Linked DNA regions of Capra hircus: region 1 is linked to region 2. The links are chromatin contacts, called in public Hi-C maps. All regions are on one chromosome and are shown on one strand. Each heading gives the region's core, a stretch centred on a gene start, on an enhancer-like site or on the middle of the called end of the contact. The rest is flanking DNA. Distances are from core to core; before and after follow the strand shown.

Region 1 (4,411 bases), core at 1,849-4,348, 59 kb after region 2:
AGGGAGACACACACGCTTAACAGTTAACAGCAAGAAGGAGCCTTTCAAAGACTTCCCCCTCCTCCCCCAGCTAATTTCAGGGGACTCTGTTCCAGGTAAATACACACACACCTAGAAACTTTCAGTAACCAAACCCAAGCCAAACAGTAGTTCCATTCTTGTGTGAATTAAACCCAAGATGGCTTTCTCAGAGTGTATCTTCTATTTTCTGTTACTAGAGTATTTGAACAATTTCTCCACGGAGGAACAGGTATTTATTGAATGTTATACAAAAGGAGGCAGCTCGGTCCCGCCCTGGAGGGGTTTACGGCCACAGGGAGCGCGGCAGGCGTGGCTGCCCTGCCCTTGCAGAACGCTCAGTGAAGGGGGGCTGCAGGGACTCCGGGCCTGGGCCCCACAGGCTTCTCCCGAGCCCGTTTCTCTCGATGGGGAGTAAGGGGACAGAGGAAAGACGGTGAAAATAGCTCCCCGAGGGGAGGGAGGAGATGAATTTAGAAGGATCTGGAGTCTCAAGAGCTTTTCTGTACGCCTACCCCTTAATAGCTGTGGCACATATAATTTTTCTCCTTCGGAATGCAGATATGGTATTCTCAGCCAGTCAGGCCTTCTGAGTGCATTGACACGGAGTCAGAGGATTCTTTTGGGGGGTGGGGGGGAAGGGTGAGGGCAGAGAAAACAGGGAGAGAGAAGAAAAGGCATTGCTTTTTTCAGTTAAGGAGGGATAAATGGAGTAATAATAACAATAATGGTAGCGATGACGATTGTTCATCAGTATGAATGTTTGTGAAGTGCAGGTCTGGGCTAAGAAGCGCTTTCTAGTCTTACTGCCTCAACAGTCTAGTTAGGTAAACCTCACCCTCGCTGCCCCTCCCTGTTCCCTGAAATCCTTTAGTCACCTTTCCTGAGGGCATGGGATGTTTTTCCTCCTTTAAACTCCTCTTCTTGCTAAGGGCCCTTTAGGTGAGACAGGTGCACCGTCCAGGGTGAAATTGTGAGGTTTCCAGTTAAGATGTGATAAGGAGAGAAAGAGCTGGATTTTCTTATGGAAGCAGGCACAGTCTGTGACATCCGAAGCAGTCATAGCCATTCCCCACAGGAATCCCCACTCTGCCACTCGAAGCTGTGTGACCTTGGAGGAACCTCTCTACACCTCAGTTTTGCCATCTATAAAATGGGTATAATGATAGCATCCAGCCTTGGCATCATTACGAGAACCAAGTATCTTAACGCCTAGGATTGGCACAGAGTGCGCTCCAAGTGAAGGGTACCACGGTCTCATGGTTGGTTGGGGCTGTCCATTCAGAAACTACCCAGTGATGGCGATCTTCAGCCTGGAATTGGATGAACTAACAATTGTCTAAAAAAGCATTAAAAGTCAGTGATTCTTGAGAAAATTCCTCTCTCTGATGTCATGGTTTATCCACTACAGAAGCTTCTAAAAGCTAAATTAAATTCTAAAAGAGCTCATTCTTAGATTAGAAATTGTATACACTTGAACCTGTCTTGTCTCCTAAGAACAGAGTAATTCCATGAGAAAAGGAACCAAGTTCCCCCACAGTTTTCTACAGTGGACACTGAACATATACTGGGGGGCTGCCGTCTACGGGGTCGCATAGAGTCAGACCCGACAAAGCGACTTAGCAGCAGCAGCAGCAGCCAGCAATCAGGTAAGGAAAAATAATACTTTTGGGTATAAATAGAATATCTGGAGTAATTTTGGCAATTCGTTTTTTTCCTTAGAAGTAGACTTTCAAGCCAAATGATGAATAACAGTGCCTAAATTTTTTAAAAGTCTGCTCTCTCCCTGTAATTAGATGTTTTTGTTCTTTTTAAAATTTCTTGACGTATAGTTGACTTATAATGTTGTATAAATTTCTGCTGCACAGCAAAGTGAGTTTTACACATATATTCTTTTTCATATTCTTTTCCAAAGTGGTTTATTATAGGATATTGGATACAGTTGCCTGGTTTTATGCTTGATGTTGTTTATATGTTGTTAATATCCCTCGTATTTCTCTTACTCATACCTGATGAACTGTCTTAATTTTATTGAACTTTGCAAAGAACCAGTGATTGATCTTTTTTTGGTCACAGGTCCTTGCTTTCAGGCTCACTAATCCCTCCTCCCATGTAGATTCATAGATAATATCCATACCTCTAAAATCTGGAAAGTTCAGAGCAAATTGAGACCAGCACTTGGTAGAGTGGAGACCAGGAAGCTAAAACTGGAAAATGCCCCACAGATGATTCCAACGCTAACAGAAACGTGGGTTTTTTGTTTGTTTGTTGTTTGCTTGGAAATTTTAGAAGAATGGTTTTTTTTACAAAAATGTATTCAGATTTTACTTGAATAATTAAAGATACAAATAAGAAAACTGCAAAGAGAACACCCCAGGCTTCCTTGACCATCTGCCGCATGCGGGGCTGACCTTCCAGGTCCCAGGAACAGAGAGCAGAGGGGTGAGTCGGCGGGGGTCTCCGAGGCGCCTGGCAGGAGGAAACGGCGCGGGGGGTGGGGTTTGCAGGGAGGTGGGGGCGACTCCCGCTGCTTTCTGAGGGCGCCTTGCTCTCATTTTCTGCCTCCCCCACCCACGGATTTCCCCAAAGTGTGCAGAGACGGTACGTCTTTTTAAGTCAGAGAGAGAGAGAGAGAGAGAGAGAGAGAGAGAGAAAGAAAGGGAGGGACCACGTGACTTTCTGGAACGCAGACTCACTTCTTGGTTTTGATCCTCACTGGCTCACTGGCTCCAAAATGTCTTGCCCGAGATCGGAAAAGGTCCTGCCCCCCTGGAAAGGCTCCCGTCTTCAGTTCACACGAACCGACCCTTTGATCCTCCCTCGTTTTGCTCTTAAGATTTGCTTCTCTTTCCAACCGAATAATCTGTCTCTCTCTCCTTCTGAGAAAAGCTTTCTAGAAGTGATTCCCCTTTGGAAGGGAAGACTGAAGTCCTCCGCGGGCGCATCCTTTCTGGAAGGGAGAGGGTGGAAAGAGACAGGCCACGGGCCGAGAGCGCTTTCGGAGTTCCTCTCCACGCACCCCGCCCTCCCGCCCCGAGTCTCGGCTTGAACCCCCGGCCGCTGGGAGGCATCGCGGCGCAGCGCGGTGGCTCGGGGCACCCCCTGCCCCCCGGGGAGCGCCCGGACTTCTGTCTTTGGAGCCTGGGCCCCCGTGAATGTGGAGGTGGGCAAAGCAGAAAGCAAGTCTGTTTGCTTCTGAGTAAAGCCGGCTTCCGTGGGAGAGAGACAGGCTCTGAGTTAGCAAGAATTCTGCTATTTATCCCGTCCTTGTCGCCTCGGATTTCAAGGCAGGAACTGCCCAAATCCAGGGTGCCCATTTCCCGGGGGCTCGGTTGCAGACTTCCGGGGTTTGTGGACTGGCCCCTTCCTCTTCTCTGCATCTTGCCGAAGGGGCCAGGTCACGGCGCCTGCCCCGCCGTGGCCAAAAGCACCGAGAACAGTTCAAGCCTCTCGGTGAGAAATGAGATGCTTGTACATGAAGTGACCTTTAATTGTGTCTGAGGAACTCATGTCAGATCAACATGTGGTCTCAGTTATTATGCAGAAGTTATTACATTTCAAGCTGTTTTGCGATCCTTTTCAGCATTTAAATGAAGTATTTTCTCTTTCATATGTTTGATGTGGCTCAAAGAAGTTTGGTTTTTCCCCCCCCTTTTCCTCATAGATTGTATTGTTTGATTAGATCTTTTTGTTAAGTCAGATCAAAGATGGCTTTTGTTTCTTTAGGAGAGATCTTTTCTTAAATCAGTAGAACAGATTCCACAGGAAAGACTCGTTTTATTTGAACGGTTTTGAAAAGGGAGAAGATTTCAATGGGTGTGAATAAACGTTTTTGCTTCTGTATTATGTTTATCTGTCAAACAGTTTGAAGAAAGCAAATACTTGGGAAGGGGTCGTCCCAGGTGGCGCTAGTGGTAAAGAGCCCGCTTGCCAATGCCGGTGACTCGAGAGATGCAGGCTGGATCCCTGGTCGCGAAGATTCCTTGGAGGAGAAAATGGCAACCCACTCCAGCATTCGGAGAATGCAAACTTGTGATTTCCTGTGGAAAGGCTTTTGGTCTTGGCTGGATAGATGCACCATTATAGAAAACAACCTACGTCCCGTGTGATCTGGGAACACCAGGGAGCTAGTGGTTCTGCCCTGCCTCTCCCTCCTTCTGCCCTTCATGTGGAGATGCCCACCTGGCGTGTCCTTCCCGTGTCTCTTATTCTTAAATTTTTAAGCTGTTATTTATTTCGCTGCACTGTGTCTTAGTTATGACATGCAGATCTTTGATCCTTGCTGTGGCGTGTGGGATCTAGCTCTGCGACCGGGGATCAAACCCTGGCTTCCTGCACGGGAGTGGGGAGTCTTAGCCACTGGACCCCCAGGGACGTGGAAGCCACTGGACCC
Region 2 (4,122 bases), core at 327-2,826:
GCACACGGTAACTAAGCGAGCACCAACTAGTGGTCTGACTGTTATATTTTTCAGACAAAAAGCAATTAGGTTACCACTCTGCACTTGTCACTAGGGCTCTAAAGACTTTATGGAAAATCTAGGTCTATTACTCATTCTCAAAGTATTACCAAATTCAGTATTTTAAATCTTATTTGATATCAATCAATCAAGGCAGTCCATCCATCCCAGGAGGAGGAAGAGTACAGTACGGAACATTTTAAATGTACTTCTTGACAAATACAAAAGAAAAGGTGAAAGGCTTCCTTCAAGACCCCTACCTAGTGGCCAGACCCGGCAGGCAGCTGCTGTTACCCTGCCTTTTCTTTTGTTGAGCTTAATCTCATGTCAACTCATTCAACCAACTCAATAGCGATGAAGACATAATTGAATCAACCTGAACTAAATCAGACCTAGGGTTCTTAAAACATACAGCTTAATGTTCCCAAACGATCTAGAAAACTAGGCAACCAGCTAGCCTGCACAGGGCTCAGTCACAGGCCCCCAGACCTGCCAAAGGGTCACTGGACCCGCCATGTCTTCAAGAGACGATTAGGAATGTTCAAGCTCAACACTCCAAGGCCTACAGGCTGATCCAGAAAGATAAATTGAGGCTCAAGGAATTTCAAAGGGGAACCAGCGCACCAAAGCCTCACACTCTGAAGTAACTATTCTTTTCTTGGAAAACACAACAAAAAGAAAAGTTTACACTGCTCCAAATGTGAACAGACTACTTGGGGGCCCAGAAGTGGCCAGTGATGGCCTTTTCCTGCTCTTGGTACTAAGCCTTGCTCGAAAACTTCCCCTCCCCAACCCCGGCCCACCCCACCCCCACCCACCCGCCCAAGAATGCGGCTTCCCGTCCTCGGTGGCCCTACCCTGAATCCTAAAACGTGGGTTCCAACCCCGGACCTGGACATCTATCCCGACCCCGGGGAGCCGGTCCCGGCCTGTGCACCCCGCAGGCCAGGTCTGGCCCCTTCCGAGCAAGACCGCCCGGGCCTTCCCAAATCCAGCCTCCCGGAGCCCCCAGCAGCGCCCTCCCCTCTCGCCCCCTGCCCACCCCCTGGGGCTCGCCTTTTGGGGCCAAATCAAGAGTGAAGAGGGCTCTACATCTGAAACTGAGCAGTTTCGCCACTCAGCGCCTCCTGGCAGAAACTTCCCTTTTAAAAAAAAGAAAGAAACACTTTTAGGCTAACATTTCAATCCCTCCTGCCCTTTAGAGTTCCTAGTTCTGCTTCCAGCTGGCTTTTCGCGTCCCACTAGAATTGAGTGATACAGTCTTAAAACGTTTAAGGGTTACTTTTTTTAAGTTGCTTTTTTAAAAATCTTTTAAAATTAAAGGGGAAAAAAAAAAAATCGTATCACACACATCCAGGAAACGCGGCCCGGTGCACCGCCTGCTCTGGGATGGGCAAAAGCCCGGGACTCCCGGGGACCGGTCTGGGGGCGCCTGGGGGGCTGGCCGGGGTGCGCGCCCGGGTCGGCGGCGCGGCCAAGCCCCTCCCTCGGCCCGGTAGACGCGCCCTCCGCCGGCCCGTGCGCTCGGTCCCGGCCATTGTCTGCGGGGGACGCCTGTTAGGACACACTGTTTCGCCTATTCCCAACTTGCGCCGGCCCCTCCCGGGCCATCGCCGGGGACCCCGCGCCGGCCCGCCTCCCCCCGCTCGCCCGCCCCCCATGGCCGGGCAGGCCAGCGTGGGGACCCGCCGGGCGGAGCCACCCAACTTTTCATGGGAGACCCCCGCGGGGCCCCGGGCTCCCCCGCGCCCCCGGCCGTGCTGAGGTTCCCCCGGAGTGAGCGCGACGGCCACACCGGGGGTGCACACCCGGAGCTCCCCGGCACCGCGCCGGTGGGATCGCGCGCAGCCGGGCGGGGAGGGGGCGCCCGAGAGGGGCGGGGTGGGGGGCGGGCTCGGGGGCGCGGCGCCCCTTTACCTGCGGCGGCCGGGGTCCGCGGGAGCAGGGGCGGGGAGGCCGGGGCGGGGGCCACGGCGAGCCCCCCTCGGCCTTTTGTGCCGGCACCTCCGGGCCCCGCGCCCGCACGGGGTCCCCCGCCGGGCCGGAGCCCGCGGGCGAGACCGCCTGGGGACCCCGCACCGGGGAGCCCCCCGACCGAAGGCGGCGGCCCCCACCCCAGCCCACCCCCGCCCGGAGAATTTGGGGGCCGGGCTCACCTCGGGCGCGGGGCTAAGGTGAGCGGGGCGGGGGTGCTCACGGGGGGCCGAGGCGCGGGCGCCCCCTACTCGTCCGCGCGGGGACAGTGCAGGCGCGGGGGTCCCCAGGGCCGCAGGGCCGCGGCGCGTCCGGCGCACGGGGACTGTTGGGTCAGAAAGTGCTCGCGGAGCAGCTGTTGCGCCCGCCCTCGGCCCCGCGGCTCCGCGACGCCCCGCCCCGCCCCGCCGGCCGCCGGCCCCGCCCACCGGCCCGCCCCCGGGCCACGTGATGCGCGCGGCGCGCCCCCGCCCCGCCCCCCGGACGTGGGCGCGGGCGCGCTCCCGCGGGCCCCGCGCCGCCAGCGCACGCGCGCGCCCTTCGCCGCCCCGCCCCCCCGCTCCCGCCATCCGGCCTCACGCGGCCCGCGCGCCGGCGGTTCAGTGACAGGTACGCGGGGCGGGGGCCGCTAGGGCCGCGCGCAGGCGCAGTGCCGCCGCCCCGCCCCCGCAAGGTGTGCCCGGACGCCCGTCCGCGGCGCTGCCCCCGGCCAGGACGGGCCTTGACGCCCATCGCGGGGGGTCACGAGGCGGCTGGGCACGTTTCGTTCAGGTTTTCCTCAGGCACGGGAAAGGCCCATGAGATGAGGATTAAATGTCTCTCAAATGTGCTTCTGCACAAAACTATCTCTTAACTGTCACTTTTTCTGAAAGGGCTGAGCTTGCGCTGCTCCAACTTGAAATTTCTAAACTTGGCCTAGGTTCCAAGAATCATCTTGGCTTTGATAGAAATCCACATGGGTAAAATGAGACTTGAAGCTGGGGACCAAAAAAACAAAATAAGGCTTCTCCCTCCCCTTAACTGAAAGCGTTTCCCAACTATTCTTTTTATTTGTTCACACACACGCACAAAGGTTATGATTCCGAAGGCCAGGGATATTCCCACCCTCCACCCCCACCCCAGTTTACGTAAATCCCAAGGAGGAACCACAGAAGCAATATTCACATCCACCAAGTTCTCTGCCTCAAGATGCAAACGAATGCAAAAGTTAAAGCTATACAAGTCGCCACAAACGAATAGCTAAGTGGTTTTTTTTAAATTGACCTTCAGTGTATCCAAAATGGAAAAACTTAACACGTGTCAAGAAAGGCCCTTTAAGTATATATTTAATAAATCAGTACCCCCAAAAGCCCTACCTAAATGCTCCGCTGGTGAGCAATGCAATCCTTAATAAAATAGGAAATGGAATTTGAGACAATTACTTGCCAAAGGGGAAGAACTTGCCCGAGTGTGATGTTCTGCTGCCATTTTATATGTAACTGTTAACCCCACATATGGTCTGGTTAGTCTTTTTTTAAAAGGAAGTGAACCAATTACTTACTCATACTTAATTAACTAGCAGTGCCAGAAGTAGAGTCTTAAGCCAGAACTTTTTTTTCACTCGAGTCCACTGATATTGATCACTTCATCACTTCTCCTACTAGAGTTCCTTTTCTCAGGAAAGATGAATATCATTCTTTAAAATTTTTTTAAAGTCTTGATGGTCACATCCCAAAACACAGACACACACTCTTCCTAAACAAGAAACTTCATTTAACTTATCAAAACAAATGACTGGGCAGAACTACAAAACAAAGAAACACGAACAAGTGAAACCAAATTGAGTCTTCACCTAAGTGCAGCCTCACTCTCCATGTTAATGGATAACCTTTGAACTCTGAAACCTTGAATGCCGTAAACACAATAGCACCGATAGTTAAAACTCCGAGTGTCAAAGCGGAGCAAAAAGAAAAGCCCAAACATTTCAGCAGGGACAGGGAAGCAATCAAAATGTTTGACAAATAATCGTTTCACTAAGAACAGTGAGGCTCCCGGCTCTCAGACCTTGTTGCCACTAAATTATTTTCTGAGCAAAAAAAAAAAAATGGGGCTTTTCCCTATGCCCTCACA

What was found. A called contact is a pair of places that touch in the nucleus more often than the background predicts.
Region 1: a contact with region 2 is called in a Hi-C map of blood, with 2.7 times the contacts expected there. The contact joins the enhancer-like site here to the promoter of ZNF217 in region 2. A contact is called at or near these places in 2 of 5 Hi-C or Micro-C datasets (both in blood).

The regions. Positions count from the first base shown.
Region 1 is chr13:80,736,898-80,741,308 of ARS1.2, forward strand. No RefSeq gene overlaps it. Among named protein-coding and RNA genes, the nearest start is that of ZNF217, 58 kb to the left of the region's middle. Within about 2 kb of position 3,099, at least 4 of the 5 cell types and tissues checked have an H3K27ac peak or open chromatin away from gene starts, as enhancers often do.
Region 2 is chr13:80,679,890-80,684,011 of ARS1.2, forward strand. ZNF217 (zinc finger protein 217) reads right to left here and starts at 1,577. Exons shown (of 8, transcript XM_018056877.1): 1 at 1,391-1,577. The coding sequence starts at 1,577.